Linked DNA regions of Gossypium arboreum: region 2 is linked to region 1. Evidence: chromatin contacts called from public Hi-C data. All regions are on one chromosome and are shown on one strand. Each heading gives the region's core, a stretch centred on a gene start, on an enhancer-like site or on the middle of the called end of the contact. The rest is flanking DNA. Distances are from core to core; before and after follow the strand shown.

The links. Hi-C and Micro-C count contacts between places; a contact is called where the count stands out from the background.
Region 2: a Hi-C map of leaf shows a contact between it and region 1, with 2.4 times the contacts expected there. The contact joins the promoter of LOC108487282 here to the promoter of LOC108487109 in region 1. A contact is called at or near these places in 2 of 5 Hi-C or Micro-C datasets (both in leaf).

The regions. Positions count from the first base shown.
Region 1 is chr10:39,831,331-39,835,732 of ASM2569848v2, reverse strand. It overlaps LOC108487109, which reads right to left and starts at 3,109. Exons shown (of 6, transcript XM_017791349.2): 1 at 2,636-3,109; 2 at 2,349-2,544; 3 at 1,946-2,018; 4 at 458-507. The coding sequence starts at 2,918.
Region 2 is chr10:40,317,865-40,321,971 of ASM2569848v2, reverse strand. LOC108487282 (mitochondrial import inner membrane translocase subunit PAM16 like 2-like) reads right to left here and starts at 2,069. Exons shown (of 5, transcript XM_053020617.1): 1 at 1,833-2,069; 2 at 119-206. The coding sequence starts at 1,835.

The DNA.
Region 1 (4,402 bases), core at 1,860-4,359:
AGGCTTCTCAAAGGAGATAAGAACCTTTACATAAGCTTTTTCCAGATCAGAAAGCATGATCTATGAGTCACCTCATTAACTGGTTAGTAAAACAACAAAGACCTTAAACAAATAAATAACTTCAATTACATTAAACCAAATTGATTTTTGATGCATGAAAGTCTTATAACTCAATGTTTGCATGATAGCGCTCTCCCATGATTTTATCCATAGCTCATCAATTTGATCCCTCTATAAGAACACAATTTTCTACTCCTTTTTGTCCTTATGTGTAAGTAAATGGTCTTTCTCCACCAAACAAATGAATTTAATCTAATTTAAATTCTTAGATTACACAAAAGGACCTTCATGTTTAACTTTCATCAAGATGGCTTTCAAAGTTGTCTTTGATAAACTACTAGAATTCTTTTTAAATGATAACTACTAGTTCATTTGATTGCAAGGATTGATGACTAACCTACTTGGAGTGCCACTAGCAATGTTAACTCTGTTCATCAATAAAGATACCTGCAACAACCAAAAATGAAGCAAAATAAGCACAACCAAGAATTAACTAATAAATAGGAACTTCATAGCATGCATATCAACTAACCAGAGACATGATAATAAAGATATATCAATTCATTGAGTCACTGACAAGCTATGCCACAGCAATTTACAAAGTATATCATGGGTAACAATGTATTTAACATCTACCAAACTGTCTGAATTGGATTCCATAAAGCTTAACTGTAAAGCTTGACTGTCTAATAATATATTTTTGGAAACACTGTATTCTAGAAAAGAAGAGGGGGGGGGGGGAAGAGGAGAAAGAGAGAATGACAATAGATTACATGGTACATCCAAGTCTCAGATACAGAATAATAAATTACAAAAATTGCGTCTTTGATCACTTTTTGACACCAACTGGCACATTTGTGAAAGCAAAATCTCAAATGGTTTACTTAAAACTGATTCCTTTTGAAGACCAGAACATTGATGATAAACCCAGAACACTACTTCTATGCAGCAAAGCTAGAGATGTGTACGTGAAAACTTTATCACCCCAATAGAGGGACCTTTCATCAAAAAACAATTTCAGGATCCTTTGTGTTTATTATTGGAATTAACCCACAAACAAAACTACTATTACTACATAAAATAGTGAAGGGCCCTTCCCACCCCACATCATCACACACACTCCAAACACACAGACTCCAAAATCAAGTAGTCAAATAACAGGCTAAGACAGATTTTACTAACTAAACATAAAACTTCAAAAAATCAAAGAAAGTTGGGATAAAAACTGCAGATTGATATTAAGCTACACCCTCTAACAATCAATTGCCCAACATTGAAATCCTACTGGCTCTTGGTAATTGCCTTTGATACTTGAGAACAGTAGACGACTGCAACCATATAACCAATGCTATTGTTGAGAGCTAGGCCATAGTATCAGGACACAGTTACGCGTGAATATTACTCCCATATCCGTATAATATCATGTCAAAACAGGAACTTCAGCCAAAAGTGCGAAGTATATGCAATGAAGATCAATTAAAAGCTTCTTATGTCTTCAAGCTTTTTGAACGTTTTTAAGTAAAGTTTAGGTGTTTAAATCTTGAATCTCATGTTCTAGGCATATGCATGTAAATTATTTTTTCCTCTAATTTCAACTCTATTTTAGTTTGAAAATCAACCTTAAATCAAACCTTTCTGAAGTAATCTATCTGATAGAACAACTCTAGTCTCTAAATCAAGTTATATATAATGTATTTGTTGAAGTTACTCTTCTATAAATAACTATCCAGCCCATCAATTGTCAAAAGAACGATACATTTAAGTAGCACCATCACAAAAAGTACAAACCTCTCAACACCATGGATTCCAACTCATAAAGAGTAATAGTAAATAACAATTAGCATGTAGCATTCAAAATTAGTGGCTTAGAGCAATAATAAACTACCTGTTCATCAATCTTCATGTGCTTTGAAAACAGCTTTACAGCATGGCATTCTTTAGTCAATGTGCGCATGCCCCTAGAGGAACAGAACAAAATTTTCAGTCCCTTTTTAGCCAGAATAAAAAATAAATCAAAATTTAAAATATTTTCACAAACATGCACTCCTACTGTCCTACAACAGGGGAATCAAAAAACTTCTAAGTTCTGGTTAATTTACTCTTCTTTTCACTTCTCCCCACTTTGCTATCTAAATGAAAAGAACTATTATTCTTTTCTCTCCAACCCTCCACTCCAAATAAATATTCATCAATATCTATATCAAACATAACTATGATTTTACCTTTTCTTTTTTTCATTTTCATAAACGAATGAAAATTATGTAACAAGGAAACCGAGGCTAACGAACCTTAAAAGTTCAATAGATCGTAAAGCTGAAGGAGCAACAACAAGAACAGCAGGACTTCCTGCTTCAATTTTCCCTTCAATGTGCTTCCCTTCACAAAGCTCTTCTTTCCATTTGGCACCAAAAGCTTCCTTTATATGTTTTTCTAGCTTCATTACATCTTGACCCAACTCTTGAGAGACATCCAAAAAACAACTATCTACACAATATTGTAAGAACAAAGAAGAAGAAGAAATTCAAACCCCCTTTTCAAGTTTTTAATAATCTCCGATTAATAACTTCAATATTACCTTTAATTGATTCCAATTCGAGAGAAGAGAGTTGGACACCATTGGCGGACTCAAACTGGCTAAGAAAATAACGAAGCTGCTGCGACGGAGATGCCGGCTGCGACGGTTGGTTGTTCTTGTTGTTGCCAGTAACAGAGGTGGTTTTGGTTTTGATTTGGCGGTTGGCTGTGTTCTTGGTGTTTGTCTTCTTCTTGAACTTGGATTGGGATTTGGGATTGTTAGGGCCGAAGGGTTTAGGGGTTCGGCCAGGTTTCTGAGTTTTCTCCGGTTTCCCACTCCCCATTGCTTTACTGCGCTTTTTTCTTTTTTCCTGACCAAACTGCGGCTTTTCTTCACTCACTAATGCTTATAGCTTAAGCTAGGTTTTTAAACGTAAACTGGCCAACACTATTTAGACTCGTTCAGTGAAGCTGCTGATCTGCCTTGGACAAAATTGTTTTCAGTTGCAATTAGTCTTAATTTACTATTTCACTTTTAAAGTATACTCCTTTTCCATTTTGGTATTTAAAATACTTTTTTTCCTAATTTAGCATTAAAATATACTAATTTTTAATTTATATCTAAAATATGTTAAAAAAATATTCTTAAAACCAATCATAAAATGTAACGTGACTTCTTTATATAAAAAATAAATATTTTATTAAAATATATACATATTAAAATATATAAAATAGAAATAAATATATAAAAATTCATAAAATGTATAGAAAAAACATATAATTTTTTATAAAATTTTAAAATATATAATCATCAAATTAAAAAGATATTTCAATTTCAATTTTTTAATTACTTTAAATTTAAATACCTTTTAATTTTTATAATTTTTTTCAATTTTATATATTATTTTGACTTTTAAAATTTATAATTTTATACTTAGAATTTCATACAAAATATTTAAACTTTTTTAAAAATTACATAATTTTTACATATTTAATCACTATAATATATAATACTAAAAATATTTAAAAGGATATGTGGCGTGTTTTAATAGCACCATGTGGTCAGTCAACACTCGGTCAACAAATGGTCAATGTCAAAAGTGTTTTTTTATATTTAAATATTTAATATTATAATTTTTTAAGTTTTAAATTTAAATTTAATCTTTTTATTTTAAATAACTTAATTGTCGCGTGGTATTTTTTATTGGTTTAAAACATGTCGCGTGACGCTTTTTCATTGGCCAAAGTTGCATGTAAGGGCGTAGCCAAGGGGCTAGCAGGGGCCCTACCCCCTAAAATGGAAAAATTTTTATTTAGACTCCTTTAAAGTTTTTAAATTTTAAATTAGTAAAGGTAAAATTACACTTTGGCCCCCTAAAATGATAAAAATTAATTTAATCCTTTAAAAATTATAAAGATATAGATATTAAAATAGTGAATTTGTATTTTTATTATCGTAAAAATATACAATTTAATTTTAGCCCCTTTAAAAAAATTTCTAGCTTTGCCCCTGGTTGTCTAACAACTTTTTCAATGTCCGTTACAAAATGGACCAAAAATAAAGGAAATTGATACTTTATGTAACGATCCGAATTTCAATGGTGTCGGAAAATGCAACTTCAAAACCCCATTTCTATAAACCGAGTTCATAAATATAAAATAGGAATTTTACGAAGTTAAAATGTAATTATATTAAAGTTCAGTTAAGTAATTTAGCCGAAAATGTAGTTAATTAAAGCTCAAGGACTAAATTATAAAAGTCCAACCACTATTGAGTTTAATTAAGAAAAGGCTTGGAGATCTAGATAATAATTATCCAAAAGGCTAA
Region 2 (4,107 bases), core at 820-3,319, 490 kb before region 1:
AGAGTCTGCTTGGATGATTATACCATACAATTGCTCCATTTTTAAAAGCAAGCTCCTAATGTTCAAGCAAAGTTAACATTATGTACATGGAATAATAGTACTGCAGTAAAGAACTAACTTGAAAGTGCTTGACGGTATGCCTGAACAACGGCCCGAGCCAATATACCTGAGCCCATTACAATTAAGTTGGCAAGAATCTTCGCAGCCTACATTTAAAGATATACAGATAAGCAAAGAAGAATGATAATACAAAGGAAAAAAGCCTAAAAAGAAAATGTAAAGTTTAACTATTTTACACTCACCCATTGCAACATTCACTCTTCCCTGAATAAAATGTAAAGTTTAACTATTTTACACTCACCCATTGCAACATTCACTCTTCCCTGAATAGTTTTATCAAGCAAGAAGACAGTATTTCAAATCCCAGAATTCTTAAAATCAAGACACCAGACAACACTTAAATAGAACCAGAACACAGAGAAAGAACCACAAAACAGCTCAATAAAGCTTACTGCAAACTTCCTAAAACCTTGTTTAGAATTTAATTTTATCTGGAACTGATTCTTTCAATTGAAAGTTGCATGTCTGTGGCTCAATGTAAGATATTGTTACCTCTATTTTGTCCTTCGATCACTTTCAGGTTGAACACATTCGTGACTTGCATCACCTATAATTGAAGAAATATCACTGCTCTAACTAGCAATGAAGTTGTATGGCTTGATAGAATAATGATGCTACCCCAATCATTCTAACAACAACTCACTTTAATGCCGGATTTGGTGGTTTGGGAAAACTAAGCATTAAACCTATTTAAAACCTAATGTAACTAGATTCAATTGGGAATTGAGATCCATTTGGATTCTTAAAAATAAAATGAATATAGAGTCCAAAACTAAGGAAGCTGATGCCTATGACAAACTATAGCAAACAAAAACAGTTACACCCTATAACATCAAAATTAAGAAAGGAAAGATAGATAGAGACATTGAAGCAAGAATTGACATACACAACAAGCAAAATCACTCAAGTTTTGGGTTTTAAGAGCACTAAAAACTAAGCTCCAACCTTAGTAGATCTAAGAGAGCAAAAGAAACACTCGTATTACAAAAGCTATTTGGCCTCAGCTTGAAAAAACTTGATTTCAGCTTGACCAAATCTCGAGCTAGTGAAAGAGCTGAATTTGAGTATTTGACTCAAGTAGTTTAAGAGCTTAATCGAGCCTTTTCTTTTTAATTACTATTAAATGTTTCAATTCAAATCCAAACTTGAGTATAGAAACTGAGTTTATATTTTACTTTAATTGAGTAAGCTCATCCAGTTCGACTATTATCTCAAATTGCTTCAGTTATAAAAGCAAAATTCAATCAAACTCAAGTTGAGCTTCAAGCCTTGCATTTCAGATCGAGTTTTGAATGATTTGAGCTCGACTACACACTGTAAACTGGCCTACTCTTTCGAATTATATCACTCGCTTCCAAAATCAAAAACCGAAATTCATCCTGATACTAAAAAAGAGCAAAAAGTTGAACCAGATCATTTTAACTTGAAACAAGATTATGTCCAAGACAATAACATCCATAAATTCTGTAGCAGATTATCAGGAAATTACTAACCAAGTTATTGTTGAATCATGAATCTGAATTACCTAAAAGTTTACAAGCAAACTAAAAACATCCAAACAAACATTCAGAAAGAGCATTTTTAACATTCTGTTCCATTATAATTGTCTGTATTTAACAATAATTCATCGAAATGAAATACAAAAAGAGAAGAAAAATCATACAACTGATTCATTAGATCAAATATTAGAGAAGGGTAATAGAGAAACGTACCATAATGGATCGAAATTCGAGCTAATCAATGATTTATATGAGAAAGGTTCTTTTTACCCCGAAGAAAAAGGGGAAAACAAAATTGATTTCTGTCGGAAGAAAATTTAGAGAAAGGGATAAACGGAGAAGGAAAATTCGAGAAAGCGAAGCAGTCTTTTTCGGGGGTCTTTTTTTTTTTTAATGAAAGTTTATGCGACTTCCATACCTTTTACGGAGCCTGGAATTGTTAGATTCTTTCCTTTTTTTTTTTTTAATGATTATTTATGTAAGAAACCCAAATTGTTTTTGGGCTAAATTGCATTAATCGATGAGTGATAAAGCCCAAATCTTTTGGATTTAGAATCCAACAACGAAATTCTGCTAAACAAATTCAAAATGTTTTAGAAAGAAGGGTAAAGTACAAAAATAATTATTAAACTATTGATTTTCTTCTATTTTAATTATTTAATTATTAATTTAGTCATTAAATTTTTTGAAATTAAATATTTTATTCACTCACCCTTAATCGTAGTTAGATAAGTGATGGGGAGTTGATGTGAGTTATTTTATTAGTTTAATAATAAATTTAACTCTATAAAAATTTAAGCATCACATATTTTCCAATAATTTTATCAATTGGATGTTAAATATATATATATAAAAAAATCAACAAATTTATTCAACAATATTTTAAAAAAGATCAATAAATTTAGCATTTTTACTCTGAACAACCCACCTTCTTGCTCTTCTGGATTGTTATTGTGTAGCTGTCTTCACCACTAGGTACGAATATTACTCCGTAGCTCACTTCCCATGTCAGAAAGCATGCATGCATTCCATAGCTTTCTCAAACTTAACTAATATATGTTAAAGTACTAATAAATGTAAGGATTAACTAATAATTCTGCCATAGGTTAGCACCCAAAAGGTCAAGCTGAGAGTGTCGAAGATGGAAAGTGATGTCGGCTCGAGTATGCATTCTTTCACCTTGCAACACAAAGAAGTTGCCCATTTGACTGTAAAGTGTAACCAGTAGAAAAGATTACAATTTACAGCCTGCGTAACTGTGCAAAGTCTCCACGGATTTACTCGGCCCGTAAGAGACGTTTTGATTTCCACTGCCGTCTTTTCAAATAAACTGAGATTGTAGCTATGGCCTGCATCCAAGGAATTAATTTAGTATTTGATGAAAAAAAAATTATGATGTATAAAAGTATGATTTATGTTTACTCTTAACAGAGTTAAAAAGTATACCAAATTATGAAATGAAGATGTAATTGTGATTAATAAATTTAACAAAATTAAAAATAAAATGTCAAAATTGAAGTTTATAATTTAATTTTAAAATGTTTTAAATAAAAATTTAGGGAAAATGTAATTATATAGTGATTTGGTAACGAGTTTTAATTATTATATTAAATAAAATAATATTTTTATATATCAAAGTTTTTATGAAATTAGTTTAGTAATTTGCTTTTCTAAATATTGAACTTAAAAGATAAATTTTGTAAACATTAGAGGTTAAATTTGTTGATTTTTTAATATTTAGGATCAAATTAATAGAATGTGTAAATATTAAAGGATTAAATTTTTATTAAACCAATAAAAAATTCACGCCATTTTTTCGTCAATCATCTAATGACAACTAGCGGGAGAGTGACTAAGATATTTAATTTCAAAAAGTTTAGTGATGAAATCGAAAAAATTAATAGTTAAGTGACCAAAAGAGAACAAAGTCAATAGTTTAGACACCATTTTTGTATTTTACCCAAGAAAGTAAAGAAACAAGGAATTGGAGGAGATTATGAGAGAAATAAGTATTTTATTTATCATTATGAATATTTATAATGCTTCTCCAAATTTTATATTTATAGGCATAAGAAATATAAATGAAATAAAATTTTACTCCTAATGGACATCGGAGTCCTAAAGTATATTAAATTTCTTATTCTAATGGATATCCACTTTATAATAATAAAATATTTATGACACTCTCCATTAGATGTCTATCAAAAGATAATATGTCACATTAAAATCTTATTAAGATAAAAACCTTGTGAAAAAATTCTTAGTGAAGGAAAAGAGAATATATATTTATAACACACATAACATATTGCCTCATTAAAAACCTTATTCGAAAAATCTAGTGGGGCAAAACCTCAATTATGTATTTATTCCCTTCATGATAACATCATATAATATCTTAGATTCTCGTATTTCATTCTTGAATACTAGTTTTCAAATGATCACTTAAGTATATTTGTTAAATGTTCATATCATTATTTTTCTAAAAGTA